Regions from separate parts of the Mus musculus genome. Here regions 2 and 3 are each linked to region 1. Evidence: chromatin contacts called from public promoter capture Hi-C data. All regions are on one chromosome and are shown on one strand. The core of a region is the stretch at or near the end of the contact, and the rest is flanking DNA. Distances in the headings are between cores, read along the strand shown.

Region 1 (2,714 bases), core at 77-2,576:
TTTTCTCTTTCCAGTCTTCTCCCCCATCCCTCTGACACTGCCAGCTTAATTTCTGAGGCAAGTTCTCTTACCAAACCTGGAGTTCACTATTTCAGAAAGACATGGACCACTGTGCCCAACTATTACATGGATGCTAGAGGTCCTCTTGCTTGCCTATCAAGCACATTACCTACTGAGCCATCTCCCCCATTTTTTCAGTAGTGAGATGAGCCACCAAGAACCTGAAATTGCTGGGACATGTGTTCTGATATCATATTGTATCCCATGAAAATGTACAATTAGTGTGTGCCAGATTGGATGGATGTGCTTAGCTTGAAAAGGTTCCATTAGCAACATGAGAATCAATATAGAAAATAAGATGCAAATTTGGGATGTCTTATGCTAACAGTGCGTTTGCTAGCTGTCTCTTTCCTTGTAATTATCATTGTTGAGCCCTTTAAAAAAAACAGAAATAAAATTGGAAAGTTGTTAATATTTTTAAATCCTTCTTAGATTCTGGCAAAGCCACAGTTATCACCTTTTTACCTATATTGTCCTAACCCTTACCTAACAGAATCACTGAATGTATGTACTACTGCCACTATGCAATCCTTGGGTGTGGCCCTTATTAGGTCTAACATTGACCTACATAGGAACCCCGATTCTGCGAGGTAGTGAACACTCAGGCTTGAGCAAGTGTCTCCGTGTCTTAGTTTCCTCTTCTCTACGGCAGCAGCTAGTCATACCCTCATAAGCACCACATACAGACTGGTTACTTCTTCCAGCCACTATTCATTTCATCTTTATAAATTAAATTTTCATTTATTAAATTTTCATTTAATCCTCGAAAGTACCATCTTCATAGTACAGGTGAAGCAACTGGGACACAAAGTGAGCAATCGACTTCCCTACCCTCCTATGACATGTCATCTGCAGAGCTAAGGATTCTAAGGCAGGTAAGGTTCCAAAGCCTTAAGCACACCTATAGTCTCTGAAAAGGAGGCTCTAACAAGTTGTCTACTAGGTAGCAGCAGGTTGTTATTCAAGGTCTGTCTTTTCTGCACTCTGGATTTAAAATAAAAGAAGCCTATGGAAGAGAAGATAGACAGGCGAAGGGGGATGACATAGAATGTGAAAAGGGACCCAGAAGAAGCAAAGTACCTAAGGGAATACCTAAGAAAAACGTGATGCTGGCTAGGCCCAGAAAGAACAGGAAATGGAAGCCTCGGTCTTGCCTATTGCATTGCAAACACACACTAACTGAGCATGCCTCAGATACCTGAGAGAGTCGCCTTTGATCCCACCCTATCCCTGAGGCGCTGCTCGGGTGTGAGCCTGACTTCCCCAGTTCATCTCCCAAGTCCGCCCCACGCCGGGCGGGGCCTGGCCGGACTGCTCTAACTGCCCCCGCGAGCCCAGGGCACCAGCCACGAGGTGGCCGGCACGGGCCTGGGTCAGGATGGCTACGTGGAGACGGGATGGCCGGTTAACCGGCAGCCAGCGGCTCCTGTGTGCGGGGCTGGCCGGGGCGTTCAGCCTCAGCCTCACCGCGCCCCTGGAGCTTGCCACTGTGCTGGCCCAAGTCGGCAAGGTGCAAAGCCACTCCCTGGGGCTGTGGGCCACCGGACGCCGGGTGTGGCTGTCCGAGGGGCCAAGGGCCCTGTGGAAAGGGAATGGCGTGGCCTGCCTGCGCCTCTTCCCCTGCAGCATGGTACAGCTGGCCGCCTACCGAAAGTAAGAGCCCGGTGGGAGGGGTCGGGAGATCGGACTGGAATGGCAAAGCTGCCACCCTGATGAATCCTAAGAAGTCTCAGTTTCCCTTCCTCTGTAAAACCGGATGGGAGTCGGGTGGGGGTGGAGGCTGGCCTTGGGAGGGGGCTACAAGGCCATATGTGTGGCCCCTAGGGTACAGTAGCAGTTTTTCACATGCTCTTGAGATTCTTGCCCTGTGAACTGCAGTTTTGTGACCTCTTGAGTCTTTCTGGGAGGAGGCAGAATTAGCAAATGATATCTGGGGGTAAAGAAACAAAAAGGCTTCCCATGGCGATAAGGTCTATCCATTCCCAACGTCTAGTAACTTGAAAATGTTTGCTTTTCTGGCTTAGGAGAGAACGCTCTCTTTTTTTTGTTTGTTTTTTTTGTTTGTTTGTTTGTTTGTTTCTTGAGACAGGGTTTCTCTGTATAGCTCTGGCTATCCTGAAACTCACTCTGTAGACCAGGCTGGCCTCGAACTCAGAAATCCGCCTGCCTCTGCCTCCGGAGTGCTGGGATTAAAGGCGTGCGCCACCACGCCCGGCAGGAGAGAACACTCTTGATGGTGTGTAAAAAGTGAGACCAGTGTCCTAAGGAGTAAGTGGGTAGTACAGGAAGAAGGACCAGTCTCTTGCCTCAAAAAGAGTTCTGTCCACCATCCCCATCTCCAATCTCAGCCTAACTTGGCTTTAGGATCCAACAGGGTCTGCAGCATCCTTTCTCCAGCAGGGACTTGTCTCCTCAGCCTAATGTTTCCCCCACTCCCAGCTGCCATCCTGCGGCGGCGGTTTCTCACCTTCTCCCACATCAACCACTGCTGCGAGAATAAGAGCTAAAGATGCAAGGGAGTGACCTTAAAAAGAGCTCAAGGATGTTTGCATGGGAGCTAGAAAGGAAGCCTAAAAAAGGAAGTCAGTGATGACGGCTCTGAGGGGAGGGTCTGTTTCCCTATTGGGGACGATGGTCTGTAAGTTCCTCATTCG
Region 2 (2,714 bases), core at 98-2,597, 380 kb after region 1:
GCTCTAACCCTAGACAAAGAACTACAGGCAACTAGGTAATGCTGAGAGCCAGGAGAAATAGTCTTCCCTCAGCTGATTATCCAATACCAAATGGTCGGTCCTGAAATCATAAACATACGGTTAATATATGCTCTGAGCAGGTTATTGTAACAGGGCTCTAGACCTTAGTAGGTCCCCAGACCTTAGCACAACTGACTCCATGATGGAAGTACCATTCAGGCTGCAACATTCAGCATGTAGACAGTATCACCTGCCAAAACAAAAGACAAAAGATCAAAGTACATAGTTCTGGGAATATTCCTAAAGGTACTGACCTTCCCTGTTGGCTTCTGTAGTTTCACTTTTGGACATGTTCTTGTTAACTGAAGTATATCAACACAGGACGTGTGTGTGTGTGTGTGTGTGTGTGTGTGTGTGTGTGTGTGTGCGCGCGCAACTTTTTTTTTCGAGACAGGGTTTCTCTGTGTAGCCCTGGTTGTCCTGGAACTCACTCTGTGGACCAGGCTGGCCTTGAACTCAGAAATCCTCCTGCCTCTGCCTCCCAAGTGCTGGGATTAAAGGCATGGGCCACCACCGCCCCGGCGTGTGTGACTTTCTATTGGCTAAAACCCATATCTAAGTAGTCTTCTCTGGTGAAAACATTACAACAGCTATAGTTACAGGTACATGTAATGACAAATAAAGAAAAAGAGGCAATGAGTTTAAAAGAGCAAGAGGAGGCACGCAGGAATGGTTGGAGGTAGAAAGGGGAAAATGACACAATTACATTTCAATTTCAAAAAAATTAAAAACAAAATTAATATTTGAATGCTCTTTTGCCTAAAAATACTTAATACATACAACTATTAATCGTCTACCTTATATTTTGCTGGGCTAGTGTATGATGGACTAGTTGAAGGGGCTTGATAACTTCGTTTTGTGGGACATTTGTAGAGATGGGTGGCTTGAACCTACGTACTAAGATTTTCCTCTGGGTCGCTAAATTAATCGGAGTATAACAGACTGAAGTTATCAGAATGTATGCTTTCTAAGTGAACTGGACAACAATGATCTTAGATTAAAGCTTAACCCTAATCATGATCTTTTGTTTGCTTGGGATTAAAAAAAAAAGAGTGGGAGTGGGGGTTATAATACATACACAGATTCATACGCGCACACTATACAGGCAAAGATCGTCCCACACTAAATAAAGGGAGAATTGGCGGTGTTGCTTATATGGCTACTCAATGAAATACTTGTCTCATTCATCGCAATGTTCTTTCAGGCATCCAGTGCGGTTTAGGTTTCAGAAACCTCACTAGGAACTGGATGAGAGCGTAGCCTCAGTTTCCTGGCCGGCTTCTATATAGAGGTACACAAATCCCTTCCTGTTGGCGGCAAGGACTCTGGGTCCGGGGGAAGGGGTTTACCGCTGTACACGGAACTGTTTCCAAGTTGGTTTTTTTGTTTGTTTGTTTGTTTGCTTGCTTTTTTTCGGATTTGGTCGGCTGCAAGCTCTAGGACCCTAGGTGTCCGGGACCTTTGGGGGTCGCGAGAGCGCCTCCTTGTCCCGCCCCTTGGTAGCTTCAGCTTCCCCCACCATGGCTCCTGTATCGGGCTCGCGTAGCCCTGAACGGGAGGCCTCCGGGGCGAAGCGTCGCAGTCCATCGCGGAGCCCCAAATCCATCAAATCTTCCCGCTCCCCGCGGTGTCGCCGGTCTCGCTCGCGCTCTTGTTCTCGGTTCGGCGACCGGAATGGCCTCAGTCATTCGCTGAGTGGCTTCAGCCAAAGCTCCCGAAACCAATCTTACCGCTCCCGCTCTCGATCGCGCTCTCGCGAACGGCCCTCGGCACAGCGGAGCGCCCCGTTTGCTTCTGCATCCTCGTCCGCCTATTACGGCGGCTACTCGCGTCCCTACGGGGGCGACAAGCCATGGCCTAGCCTGCTGGACAAGGAAAGGGAGGAGAGTCTCCGGCAGAAGTGAGTGAAATCGCCGCACCCTCTCTTGGGTCATTCTGCCTGCCTTTGAGTCCAGCTTGTTCATTGTTTCTGTTTTATTTCGCTTCCCATCCGCCTCGCACCTTTTTCATCTCTTTCTTCAGTTCACCCCGTGACCTTTTTTATTTATCCTTTCTAACTTACATTTTCATTCATCCCTAGACTCCTTCATAAGAGGCCCTGGTTTCCCACTACCTACTTACCCCTACTGGGAAAGTAAGAGGCTATTGTATGCCTTGGTGTCATTATCCGTGCACCTGTCTTTATTCCTCACTAAACGGAAATAGAGGTTTGTGACTTTTATTGATCACAGAATTAGTAGTGCCTGCCTCTTGGTAGGCATGGCAGCTGTTTCTTGTTGCATGAACAAACAGAAAAAATTGAGACAAGAGGATATTTCAGTGGAAACGTTTTGCAGTGAACTGGGAAGTATTGTAATTAAGTATATGTATTGGTTTTGAGGGAAAAGAATAATTAGATGAGGCTATGTTGGGAAAAGTCTTGGCAAGTGGTCTCAGCCGTGTTGACCATGCAAACCAATGTGGGAATGAGATTGGATTTCCTCTAATGGAATTCTTAGTTTAAAAAGACTCACAAATCTTTAGTAGCAACAACTGTGAGACTCTTGAGGCAAGTCAGAACACTCATTCTCATCGACGTAGCAAATTTACGGCCGCCTTGGTCTACATGAGGCCATGCCTCAAGACATATTTAAATTCAAAAGCTGGGCATGCAT
Region 3 (2,714 bases), core at 154-2,653, 340 kb after region 1:
AGTTCTCAACCCCGTGCTCCCAACCCAAACAAAAGGAAAAACATTTCAAAAGGGAGTCCCCAGCACACTAATTGACTGGGGTGGACCGTACTTTGCAACTGTGTATCTCCATGCCCAAAGTTACTTAAAACATAACGATTTCCAAGCCGGACAAGAGAAGGCTTACCTGATTTTGTTACCAGTTTTCATCCGGATCCACTGAGGAATAGGGCGATTTTGCTTTTGTTTCTTGGCCAGGAATCGCTTGATTCGGAAAGTCTTGTGAGAAGACTACGAGGAGATGCAACCAGCTTAGTGACACCACAGCCTAGTCTCTTGATTCAGTCACAAATTCCAACAAACTAACATCAGGCCTGCAGAACATACACCCAGGAAAAGCTCCCCGACCTCGAACCACCAAGTCCTTTATCCTCATCACTTCTCTGGAGGAAGAGTTAATGGCTTAAACATGGCTCATAATCAGCACCAAGTTTCTAAGCCCAGGTCCTGTCTGACCTATAAACTGGCTGTCTGCTGGGCTCCAGCGATGAAACACGGAATAGCTGGAGTAGGAGAGGAAACGGACTTACTGGAACAAGGATGGCTTGAGGTTAGGCAAACCCTGGCCAGTTTTAAGTCAATGACACTAGGTACTGTACTCTGTAAGTCTTATCTACCTCCAAGTGACATTGCTGGCTAACCTAAGATTACGGAGCCCTAGACACTCCGTAGGCAAACACCATTACATAAAAAAATGCAACGAAGGCCAAGCGCACTCGTCCCCCTAGACCAGTTGGAGGTTTTATTTAACAAATTCAGATACTAAACCCACTTTGTACCTAGACGCCCATAAGCATAATCTTGCCAGTAGGCAATGACTGATGCGCTGTTAGCAGACGCCTCCAAGGAGTGACGCGCTAACTTCTGAAGGGATCTCAAAGTTCTGTTAACCCTTACTGTGGACATCTCGCTGTGCAAATGGCGATTCATGCTCTTCGATCAGGGACAATCTAAGAGTGGTCCCAAGCCTCTCGTTCTGCCCCCCCCCCATCATGAAGATCACCGTCAGCCCCAGGCTATATGAAACAAGAATACTTTGCACCCCTTGCCAGGCTGCAGGAAGAGCGTTCTCATCCTGCAAGGGTAAATGGACTTGATAATTTCATGCCGCGCCCACAGGCCGATAGGTGTCCCAGCTCCAAAAACGAACACTAAAACCCTGAAAAATACACCCAGCCCTCAATGCTGCGCATGTCTGCCACAAAGGCACAGCGGTCTGTGGCCTCAGGAAAGCCGCTGAGGGACGGATGGCGGCCGATAGTCTTACCATGGCGAGAAGCCGAATCAAGAATAGCGCGCACGATGGCGGAGGAATGGAGAAGAGAAAGGCCGGGACCGGAAGAACGCGATTAGAAGAAGTCGCTAGAGGCGGAGCTTAGGGGGGGATGGATGACTCGCAGCGTCCTCCCTAGCTCCACCCCTGCGCTCCCATGGGGCCGTGGGAACCCAAACCGGTTTATAGAGAACGTAATTCCGAGGCCTCCGCGTCCATGCCTGTTCCTGCAGGTGATCATCATTGTGCTGAGGGCCACAGCCTTGGTGGCCATGGTAGGTGGCCTTTGAGAAGTAACCAAGTAAACCCTTAGCAAACACCTGGAAACGGAGTAGGCGGGACCAACTCTGAGGAGGGCGGGAAAAGGCCTACATCACTTCCAGAGCTGCAACTCCCCCCGCTTCTGCGAGAGGGGCGGGGCTTAGGGTTGGCGATGCACCCTGGAAGGGAGGAAGATGGGGCTGCAGACATCTTTTAATGACTAACTTCACTATTATAGAGAATCCAAGTTCCATTCACAGCACCCATATCAGGCAGCTTACAACCCTCCAGCTCTAGGGGGTAACATGTCTCTGACTTCCAGGGGCACCTACACTTATGATTTACAGGTACACGTCCCCATGTAAACACACACGGACCCATTATCAATAGTACCTAAAAATACTTGATTAAAAGGGAGGCGGAGCTAGAGAGATGGCTCAGCGGTTACGAGCACCATCTGCTCTTCCCGAGGTCCTGAGTTCAGTTCCCAGCAACCACATGGTGGTTCACAACCATCTGTAGTGAATAACTACAGTGTGCTCATATAAATAAAATAAATATGTAAATCTTAAGAAAAAAAAAAGGCGCCGGAAAGTGGTGGTGCACGCCTTTAATCCCAGCACTTGGGAGGCAGACAGACCTCTGAGTTTGAGACCATCCTGGTTTACTCACACGAGTTCCAGGACAGCCAAAGATACACAGAGAAACTCTGTCTCCGGTGGGGTAAAAATCCCATATACCAGGGCCAGGGGAATCGTTAGTAGATAAAAGCACCAGTTACGCAATCCTGCCAACTTATAGTTCAAGTCCCAAAAAGTGAAGATACAGGGCGTGGTGGCCTACACTTTTAATCTTAGCACTTGAAGCAGAAGGATCAATATCTCTGAGCTCAAGGCCAGCCTAGTCTATATACTGAGCTTCCAGCCAGTCAGGATTACTACATATAGACCCTGTCGCTAAATAAATAAATAAATAAATAAGTACTCCTATGTATCTGCAACCCTAAGATTCCTACCGCACAATAGAAGGTGGAGACAGGAGAGAAAGTCCTGGAAGATTGAGGGCCAGCTAGCCTGGAGTATTTAACACAGCAACAGAAACAAGGCAAACCCTGTCTCAAAAAGGTGGAAGGTAAGAACTA

Evidence for each region. Promoter capture Hi-C pulls out the DNA fragments that hold promoters and counts their contacts. Capture Hi-C pulls out chosen DNA fragments and counts their contacts.
Region 2: a contact with region 1 is called in a promoter capture Hi-C map of pre-B cells, with 4 times the contacts expected there. The contact joins the promoter of Nkap here to the promoter of Slc25a43 in region 1. A contact is called at or near these places in 1 of 39 promoter capture datasets (pre-B cells) and 2 of 9 other capture datasets (adipose tissue and pancreatic islet).
Region 3: a promoter capture Hi-C map of pancreatic islet shows a contact between it and region 1. The contact joins the promoter of Rpl39 here to the promoter of Slc25a43 in region 1. A contact is called at or near these places in 2 of 39 promoter capture datasets (liver and stem cell-derived epiblast-like cells), 3 of 484 Hi-C or Micro-C datasets (Th1 cells and nephron progenitors), 1 of 115 datasets of contacts at active chromatin or transcription factors (embryonic stem cells) and 2 of 9 other capture datasets (adipose tissue and pancreatic islet).

The regions. Positions count from the first base shown.
Region 1 is chrX:36,742,306-36,745,019 of GRCm38.p6, forward strand. It overlaps Slc25a43 (solute carrier family 25, member 43), which reads left to right and starts at 1,327. Exons shown (of 5, transcript NM_001085497.2): 1 at 1,327-1,713. The coding sequence starts at 1,439.
Region 2 is chrX:37,125,416-37,128,129 of GRCm38.p6, forward strand. Nkap (NFKB activating protein) reads left to right here and starts at 1,348. Exons shown (of 9, transcript NM_025937.4): 1 at 1,348-1,960. The coding sequence starts at 1,581.
Region 3 is chrX:37,083,819-37,086,532 of GRCm38.p6, forward strand. It overlaps Rpl39 (ribosomal protein L39), which reads right to left and starts at 1,404. Exons shown (of 3, transcript NM_026055.2): 1 at 1,307-1,404; 2 at 167-270. The coding sequence starts at 1,309.